2 separate regions of the Oryctolagus cuniculus genome follow, and region 1 is linked to region 2. Evidence: chromatin contacts called from public Micro-C data. All regions are on one chromosome and are shown on one strand. The core of a region is the stretch at or near the end of the contact, and the rest is flanking DNA. Distances in the headings are between cores, read along the strand shown. Region 1 holds the start of N4BP2 (NEDD4 binding protein 2). Region 2 holds the start of UBE2K (ubiquitin conjugating enzyme E2 K).

What was found. A called contact is a pair of places that touch in the nucleus more often than the background predicts.
Region 1: a Micro-C map of ear pinna shows a contact between it and region 2, with 8 times the contacts expected there. The contact joins the promoter of N4BP2 here to the promoter of UBE2K in region 2. A contact is called at or near these places in 2 of 6 Hi-C or Micro-C datasets (ear pinna and an unstated tissue).

What each region holds. Positions count from the first base shown.
Region 1 is chr2:33,872,267-33,876,930 of mOryCun1.1, reverse strand. N4BP2 (NEDD4 binding protein 2) reads right to left here and starts at 1,679. Exons shown (of 19, transcript XR_011386210.1): 1 at 1,541-1,679.
Region 2 is chr2:33,548,344-33,553,199 of mOryCun1.1, reverse strand. It overlaps UBE2K (ubiquitin conjugating enzyme E2 K), which reads right to left and starts at 2,679. Exons shown (of 6, transcript XM_051842473.2): 1 at 2,505-2,679.

The DNA.
Region 1 (4,664 bases), core at 430-2,929, 320 kb before region 2:
ATCTGCAGGGGCTTTCATTGTTGTGGTTGTGTTGTTGTTTTTGTTGGTCTGTGGTCTGTGTCATTAACTAAACTGTAGCCTCCTTCCCTTCCCACCATCTCCACACCCCTCCATCCCAGCAACAGCACTTATAATAAAGGCACAGAGCCTAAAAATCGCCTGCACTTCACACCTTTCCAAAACGACCAACGTAAGGAGATAAAGTGAACACACTCATCAAAACACAAAACTGCAGGTTACCTTTCTTACAGCGTGTAAGGATGCTTTCAGGGAAAAAAAAAAAAAAAACTAAAAGGTGCGAGCTAAAATGAGTTACAAGAGAGAGCTGATGTTTGCAAGAAAAACACTAGCGATAATCGATAGGAAGTGAAAGCTTGCTGTGGGGATTAAAAGATAACATTTAAAAACAAAACAAAACAAAACACCAGGAGAGGCAGCTGCGGGGCAGTCATTGTTTTCGGAGAGGCCAGGTTCGTCGCCAGGAGCCCCTGCTCCGGCTCAGCCAATCGCCGCCGGTCCTGAGTTAACCAGTCTCCGGGCAAGCAGCGCCTCCTGATTGGCTCCGAGATGCCGAGTAGAAAAACCAGCCAATCCCGCCTTCCAGTCACAACTGCGCCATGGAGCCCGTACAACCGCTGCATGGCGAGAATGTGTACAAACCCGTCCGCGCCGCCCAGACCGGCGCCTAGTTCCAAAGGCGGTCGCCGGCCGCCGGCCGCAGGACTGGGCCGGCCGAGGCTGCCCGCGCCCTAGCCACCCACGTTTGTCAGATGACTCTTGCGCGGGGAGAAAACTGTTTTAACTCAAAGAGCGTTGAGGGGCAAGCTGTGCCCCTGCTAGGATGCCTCACTCCATGCAAGGCTGATCTCCAAGAGAGCGCCGAGAGGGTCCCGCGGAGCAGGGCTCAGGGAGGGTCCCAGCGAGGGCCAAAGTCCCCGAGAGGGGAAGGGCGAGGCGATCCCAGGGGAGCGCGATGTCTCCCGCAGGATCCGAACCCGGAACGCGTGCAGTGAGTGGCTGTGTGTTGGGGCTGGAAGAAGTGAGTAAATAAACAGCTCTGCTCGCACTCCGTGCTCGGGAACGTGGCCTGAAGTTCTCAGAAGGCGACGCCGCCTGGGAAACACCGAGGGCGCCCAGAGAGGCGCAAGGTCAAGTCCCGGCGGGAACAAACAGGGAGGAGGCCCCGGGGGGCGAGAAGAGGGGTGTGTCGGGGCCTGAAGGTCCGCCAGGCAGAGAGGCCCGGGAAGCGGCCGCGGCCCCCACCTTCGCCCGGCCTCCGGCTGCGCGCCAGGGCCCGCCTCTCGCCGACGCCTCACTTCCCTTCCGTCCGGGCTGCGAGGCCCGCGGACCGGACGAGAGACGGCCCGCGCCCGCCCCCACGTTCGGGGCTTTGGGTCTCGCTCGCAAGCGCCGCCCGCCGCTGCCTCGGGCCCTCGGCTTCGGCTCGTCGCCCCGGGACCCCTTCCCAGCACCCGCGCTCCAACCCCCGGGGGGCCCTCACCTCAGACCCGCCGCCCGGCCGCCCACCCGCCGCCTTTACCTGCTCCTGGAGCCGGCAGAGGGCGTCGAGGCCGGGGCCGCGTCGTCGAGTGAGCGACGCGGCGCCGCGGGTCCGCAGCCCTTTCCCGCCGCCGCCACTGCGCTCTCCGGCGCGGCGCAGGGCTGGCGAGCTGGGGCGGCCGAAGGGGGGGAGACGCGCGGCGAGCGCGCCCGGCGGGGAGACACTGCCGCTCTCCGTCCGGCCGGGGAAGAGCAGCCTCACAGGAGCCAGCCGCGAGAGGGCGGGTGGGCGGCCGAGTGGGGAGGGTCTCCGCGAGTCGGTAATGGCTGCCACGTCGCCCAGGTGGATCGCCGCCCTCCGCCCTTCCCCACACCCGCCGGCTTCCCGCCGCGACCTCTGGTTCGTCCCAGAGCTCCGCCGGGGCGCGTCGGCCCGCCCCGCGGGGCCGGCCTGGGCGACCCGAGCCCGCTGGCGCTGCCACCTCTCGGGCTCCCTCAGGAGCGCGAGTCCCGGCTTGACCGGTTCTGCGGCATCGGACCCCCGGCCGCAGGCGGTCACCCGGGGGAAGCAAAAGCCCCTTGTCTGTGTGTCTGGTCCTGGGAGCAGGCAGGAGCCAAGGGGCCCGGAGTTTGTGCCAAAAAAAAAAAAAAAAAAAGCGGCGCGGTAAACCGCAGCTGCTTCTGGCCCTCCACGCACTCTCTCTAGCCCGAAAACCAAAACAAACACAAGGTCGACCTGGCCGCTCCAGGTGAGGGAGGAAACGGGAGCCGGGACTGGCCCGCGGGCGCGCGGCGTCCCGGCGGCAAGTTGGAGGGGACGGAGGGCAGAGCACGGCGACCTCCGATCCGCCCAGCGGGGGCTGCTGGCGCGGGGCCCCGAAGGCCAGGGCGGCGGGCGCTCGGCCGGCGGACTCGGCGTGGCCGCCCCGAGCCCGGCCGGGAGACAAAAGGGCCGGCAGCCGCCGCGGCCCGGACGAAGGCTGCGGGCGCTCGGTCCCAACTCGCTGGCGGAGACCCAGAAATGTGTGCACGCTTGCTCGGAGGGCCGCGGGCGCTGGCCTTTGCCCCGCTTCGGAGCTGGAGTTTCGGGTGCCGGGAAAAAAACACACACACACACACACACACACACAACACCAGTTTCACGGTGTTATTTCTCTGTTGCCGTCGCTGTGTTACTAGCCCGTCCCCCACGCCTGCTCCATTTTTCTCCCCCCTCAACTGCTCTCCTTGGTTTAGTGTTGTGTGCTCTTAAATATTTAGTGTCTGAAAAGTACGCCGATTTTTGCCCTCGCTTTTTGGGATATGGTGGTGGTGGCTTTGCCTATTTTGGCCTTCCTCTGCTCCCTCCCTTTGCAGTTAATTTTTATTCTACTTTCAGTGTTAATCAAAGATACACGCAAAGTATTCCTTTGCGTGAAGAAAACATTACCTGTCAGTGTTGTTATGGTAACTGCTTTAAACCTAGAGTAAATTCGAGGAGAGGGCAGGTGAGTTTTTTCTTCGTTTAGTGCTAACTGGAACACCTACTCATACTTAATGAGAACATTCTTTTTCTAGAAACCACTAATATTTCAGCAGAAACCTAAGGATGGCAAGTCTGATAAAATTACCAATCCAGAGAAAAATTCAAAGGGGGAAAGATTTCCTTTTGTATTTATTTTTGGTCTTTTTATAGATCCCTTGAGTTCCAGTGTTAAGAAATGACTATGCCAACACCTGTAGTAATGCTTTTATCAAATTTAAAAAGACAAAAAAATTGTTATAACCCAGACTCAAGATATAAATAGCTGTTGCTGAGAACCTAACATTAACTCTGCCTCTAAACATCCATTAAAGGAGACTAATAACTGTAATATATGGCACTTTCAAAATGAAAGAACCCTAGTAATTATAAACTTTAAACAGGTCTAGCAAATTAATATTAATTTTGTTCATATGAAATATGTTCAGCATGATAATAAAAACTTGCATTTAAATTCTCGATTTTCCTTTGAACACAGAATTCATTAAGTCTGAACATTAAGAAATAAGGTGTTCTTAACATTGGTGAATATATTTCAGGGCACAAAGACAGCGACCAGGCTAAATATTTAAAAATCTGCTTACTGTGTCAGTAAAAGGAAGACAGCAGTACCATAAAGCTCTTAAAGTCAGACTCAAATGAAGAACAAAGCAATCTTTGCTCAACATTCACAATGCCAGACTTTTATGAATATTTATCAAGATTTCCTCCTTCCTTATTGGTTCAAATTCTAAGCCAATGGGAAAAGTACAACACATCTTTGAAATCCTGAGACCTCGCTGTAAGTTAACACATGGGATAAATGGATTGTTTATCATGTTCATTCTCACCCAAGGTCATGTATGTTCATTGCAAAGATGTTGGAATATTTGAATTACTGAACACTATTTTGATGGGGGTGCTATTTCTGCTCCGACTCCACTTTGTAGTCTTCAGTTGGTATCACAATTGGCCACACTAGAATGGTGCCACAATGCACATATTTAATTCTCTAAAATGCGGAATGATTCAGGAATGGCAAAAGTAAAACATTTTAAGGTGAATCTTGGCATTTTAGTCTGGCTCTCAAAGAAATAATATATTTTGGAAAATGTCTTGGAATTTTCTAAAAATAATTGCCAAGGTGGCACAAATAAGCCTTTTATGTTTATCTAAAGCCAGCCTTAGACAAATGGCTAGATTGAATGACAAAATTCTAAATGCGCTTGTTTATGTTTAGTATGACTATGATTTTCTTCCAAACAGAAGTAATCAATGCCACCTTCATATTTGTTACTTTGATTTTGACTTGAGGCATTCCACTTAGTTATAATTATTTACATATTTTGTAATTCGCCTTACTAGATCATAAATCCCTTAAAGAGGCTTTGTTCCCCATTCAGCTTTATATTCCTCATTGCCAATCTCAGAGCCTAGTACAATGCAAATACTCTGTGGATGTTTGCTAAGTGAAAGAATGAGTGAACATTACTCTATGACACAGCATATGGCAAATCAAAAGAAAAGCTGTCTCGGGATTTTTTCTCCTCCTCTGCGTAACGGCTGATAAATCATTTTCATTCCCAATCAAACTTAGAATAGCATTGTTCCTAGAACTTTGCCAACATATGCTAGAACTCCTGTATGTTTTGATTTTAAGTCA
Region 2 (4,856 bases), core at 1,430-3,929:
AGAAGCTACTTTTACCAATTTCTCATGATGCTTTCACCTGCACAAATACATATTCTAATAGTTGTGTATAACCTCTTGTGACATTAGCTATCTTCACAAAGACACAAAAGGGCTCCCCAAAAAAGGGGGGGTCTTTAAATCAACCACTAGTTTTAGTAAACACAAGAACAGGAAATAAACTTCAGTAAACCAGAGATTCACATAACGTGACATGACGAAATAACTTATTACTGATCGGCCATTCAAAATACTGCATTTATACCCTTACAAAGAACACCAGTCCTTCAATAAGCTGAAAATAATCAACATAATCTACTTATATAACTGGGCCCACTAAAATATTGATGAAAATAAAGCTGTTTATTAGTTATATTTATTTCAAGATTAAACTGCTTGACCTTAACTAAAGGTTCTTCGCAACTCACTTTCTCCGAAGCAGTTTCCTTCCAGATTTATAAAGGTACTTTAAAAATAATTTTGTTTGTATTTCCTGCTTGCTTTCTCTAAAATACTATGACACTTTTAAAAGTAAGGCTCTAGTAGCCCTTACATTTAAAAAAAAAAAAAAAGATTATTTTAACAATATGCACTTCTAGGGTAATACAAGTATTTCTGGTAATCCTCAACTTAAGTCCTTAAGAATACAATGATAAAGTCACCTCACATAAAGCAAAAAGATCACGTGAATTACCTGAAGCAGTAACTTACCACTTTTAAATAATACAAAAAAAAAAAAAAAACACCACAACTATTAGTTCATTAAGTTTCAGGCTTGTACACCCTTATTATAAAGGAAATGTTTTAGGATGTTAGCAACAATATTAGCCGCAATTCTTCATTAGGAATATATACATCAACTACCCTGGAATACATCTTTCTTATCATTACTAAATAGAAAGTTAGTACCACTGTTTCACTGCACACTCTCCAGACATTAATGACTCTATTCTGCATTGTACCACAAAAAATACAAAGTCATCCTTCCATTCAGAGTTTTGGCATATGAACGAACACAAAGGTCAGAGTTCATACACATGCTCTGTAGAGCTGATCATGACTTACGTACTACTATAGTCAATAGATCTGCTAGTATTTGTCATTTTTGAATTTTATAATGATTTTCTCCACATCTGATGTATGGAAAGATGAAATCACAGTAGATTCAATGACACAAATAAAGCTTAAGTGCTATTAGACTATGTCAATTACTCATCACATCCTGGGAAGGCTGAGTGTCACAAATCTTTATTGACATTATCAAAGCAACAATTAGAAAAGACACAAATAGCAATGATATATTCAATAATGACATGGGTGTGGATCTCGAAAATAGTAATTTTCAGTAGTTATGACAAACTGTACTGACACTTGCAGAGTTTCGAGTCAGAATTACTAGGACATTTTAAATACCTTACATAAGTAAATGTGGTCAGAAGTAAGGCATCTAAATTCTGCAGGACTCAACGGCAGAAAAAGACAATTTAAAAATAAAGAATATGCTATGTCAAGAGATGTATATTGAGTTAAACCTACTCAATTAAGAGACAACAATGTATTAACAGGGTGAAATCCTTTGTTTTTAATGGGTCTATTTTTAAAAGACACAAGTTTTAACCATGAGGGACATCATAATGGAGTTTCATGGCCCAACACGAGTCACAGAGGCATTGTCTTGAGACAGTCTGATATGTAACCTGTAAATAATGTTCTCAAATAAGCTACTCATTCACTATTTTTTCCTTAGCTAAAAATATGTAAATATCTTTAATACACTACCTAGCCTCTGCCCCGTTAAAAAGCACTAGATGTCAATAAAGAGGCCTAGGAACTGGGGGGCACGTGGAAAGGAGATAAAGATCTCATTTGGAATTAATTCCCTATCTCAGGTGAAAATTCCTTTATCCCATCCCCCAAACAAGCTAGTATCCCATTATGCCTTTCCTGTCTCCCCACGCCTAACTAGGAGGGAATACCTCTGCATGTCCTTCTCCTTCCCCCAGCACCTCAGGGCTCTCATCGCTCCTCGCCTTCGGAACGGACAGCAAAGGCCTAACAGGCAACAACCCCAAGACCCTTCAGAGTGTGGGCCTTGGAGCAGCGCTGCTCTCCGGATCCAGTTACCACCTTTCCCCTTCCCCCAACCCACTTCCCGGGTTTTCTCAGGCCCGGCCTTGCTGCCTTCCCACACCCCACAGCCACACTTCCAGCTGCTGCCACCGCCTCGAGGCTCGGGAGAGAGAGCTCGTACCCCGCCGCGGAGTGCACCCCTCTTCATCCGCCCCCCCCCAAACCGTACTCCTCCCCAGACCACCCGCCCGCGAGCCGTCCACCCCAGGGCCCTAGAAGGGAGGGGAAGGCGGCGGGAGGAGGAGGGGGAGACGGCCGCTTCCCCACAGGCAAAAGGGCGGCCGCGGGGAGGGCCACCGGGGATATCGGGGTCGCCGCTGGGAGGGCCCGCCCGCCCTGGGCCTTGGTGGGGGAATGTCCGGGAGTTCATTTCTGACCTCCTCGCTCTTCAGCACCTCCTTGAACTCCCGCTTGATTCGCTGCACCGCGATGTTGGCCATGTCTCCGCCCGCAGCTGATTCGTACCCGCCTCCTCCGCCACCGCTACGACCACCGCCACCGCCGCCACCTCTTCCTCCACCGCCTCCTCCCTCGGAGATTCAGATCCCAGCACACGAACACCGCCGCTGCCACCCCGGCCGCCGGGCTCTGCTCTGTGGAATCACCTCCGCGCCCGGCCACCAAAATGGCGCCGGACCCGCGCATGCGCACGACACCGACCCGGCCGGGCGGCGCAGCCGCTCCCGTTGTAGCCCCATACGCCTCAGCCACGAGCCCGCGCCGCGCCGCGCGTCTCAGCCGGAGCTGCGGACGCGTGACTCCGCCCTGCCGGCGTCTGGGGCCGGGCGGGTGCGGCTTCCGCGCTGGCCATCCCTGCCTCGGCCTCTCGGATTCGCCGCTGCGCCCCTGCTTCCCCCCACCCGCGCCTCGCTTGGACGACCCCCAGTGTGGTACTGGCGGGGCTGCCGGCCCCTGGCCTCTGCATGGAGGCCCGAGCCCGGCTGAGGGCTTCCTGCGGCCCCACGCGGCCTGAGCGTCGCCCTGACTCAGCCGGATCCGGGCTGCGTGTGCCCGCCGAGTCTGTGTGAAAGCGCGGCCCCGGTCGGCCCAGGGTCGGTTAGGACAGCCCCAGAAAAGCCACCGCGGTGGCTTGGGTTTTTTTGCTGGTTTTTTTTTTTTTTTTATGGTTTTTTTCTTTGTGGGGGGGAGAGGAGGGCAGAGCATGACTGCCACTCTTAACAATGATCATCTGAGGGACTACCCGTCATTAAACTCAGGGCGGCTATTGTTGGAGCCCATTGCTTCTATTTGAGATAGGTTTCCCCTGGAAAGATCTGAAGTGGGTTTAGAAACCAGATACTGACCGCTAATCTGTGGAACTAAAACCTTGGTTTTCAAACTTGAGTGTTCATCAAAACCCCTGGAAGTTTTTTTCTTTTCTTCTTTTTTTTTTTTAATCGTATTGGTGAGCCTCGTCTTTAGAATGTAGGCTGGGGCCGACGCCGCGGCTCACTAGGCTAATCCTCCACCTTGCGGCGCCGGCACACCGGGTTCTAGTCCCGGTCGGGACGCCGGATTCTGTCCCGGTTGCCCCTCTTCTAGGCCAGCCCTCTGCTGTGGCCAGGGAGTGCAGTGGAGGATGGCCCAAGTACTTGGGCCCTGCACCCCATGGGAGACCAGGAAAAGCACCTGGCTCCTGGCTCCTGCCACCGGATCAGCGCGGTGCGCCGGCCGCAGCGCGCCGGCCGCGGCGGCCATTGGAGGGTGAACCAACGGCAAAGGAAGACCTTTCTCTCTGTCTCTCTCTCTCACTGTCCACTCTGCCTGTCAAAAAAAAAAAAAAAAGAATGTAGGCTGGGCCTAAGGAGGTGCCTAACAAACTCCCTGCCTCTGCTGCTGCTGCTGACGATGAACCACTGGGCCAGGCTTGTGGAAGTCTACGCATTAAGGTGAACACTGGCCAACAGAAGCTCCTTACAGGGATGGTGTTGGGGCCTAGAGCCTGCTAAGGTGGCTGGCGCTAGTAGGCACTCAATCAATATTGAATGTGTAAAAAAAGGAAAATGGTGGAGGTGGATACTCTGTTTGAAAAGCTATTTGACATGGTCGACAGCGCTTGCAGTAAATAAGACGGTTTTGACACCAAGGACTCTTATGAGTAGAACTTTTGGAATGGGGATTAAAGGTCGTAATCACATAACCCAATCAGCAAAATGTCCTATTGCAAAAATACGGCAGCCACATGAATTTAGCAAAAATAACGACAATTGTGGCAGCCAAAAAGGAAGTAGCCGTTGGACATGAATAGTTCGGCAGAGGCACATGGCAAAAGGGAATTTCTTGAATTCCTGCCCCAAAAAGCAAGAGCAGATTTTCTTATTACAATTTTCTCCCCTGCCTGCTCTTTTGGCCAGCTTTGGTTTCCTCGTCTGTGAAATAAGAAAGCTAGAGTTAACGATCTCTTTCAAGTTTTAGAAGTTCAGAGTTACAAGGATCCTCTCAAAACATTTCCTAAGTGGACTAACGTAGACGATTAAAAAAAAAAAAAAAAAAAAAAAAAAACAACCTTCTAGCAGAGCCCCCTAGCGGTCCTACGAGGAGTCAACTATATACTGTACGTAGGTCACGATACAGTGGAGTATTGGCATAATGTAAGTCATGCAATGCTATGTTCCAGTACATTTAAAGCAAATTAAGGTATCCAAATTTTTTAAGCATTTTCCATTTTTACCACTCATTAATTCCCCAGTCCAGCTCTTAGAACTTTAAAGGAACTTAAAATACTCAAA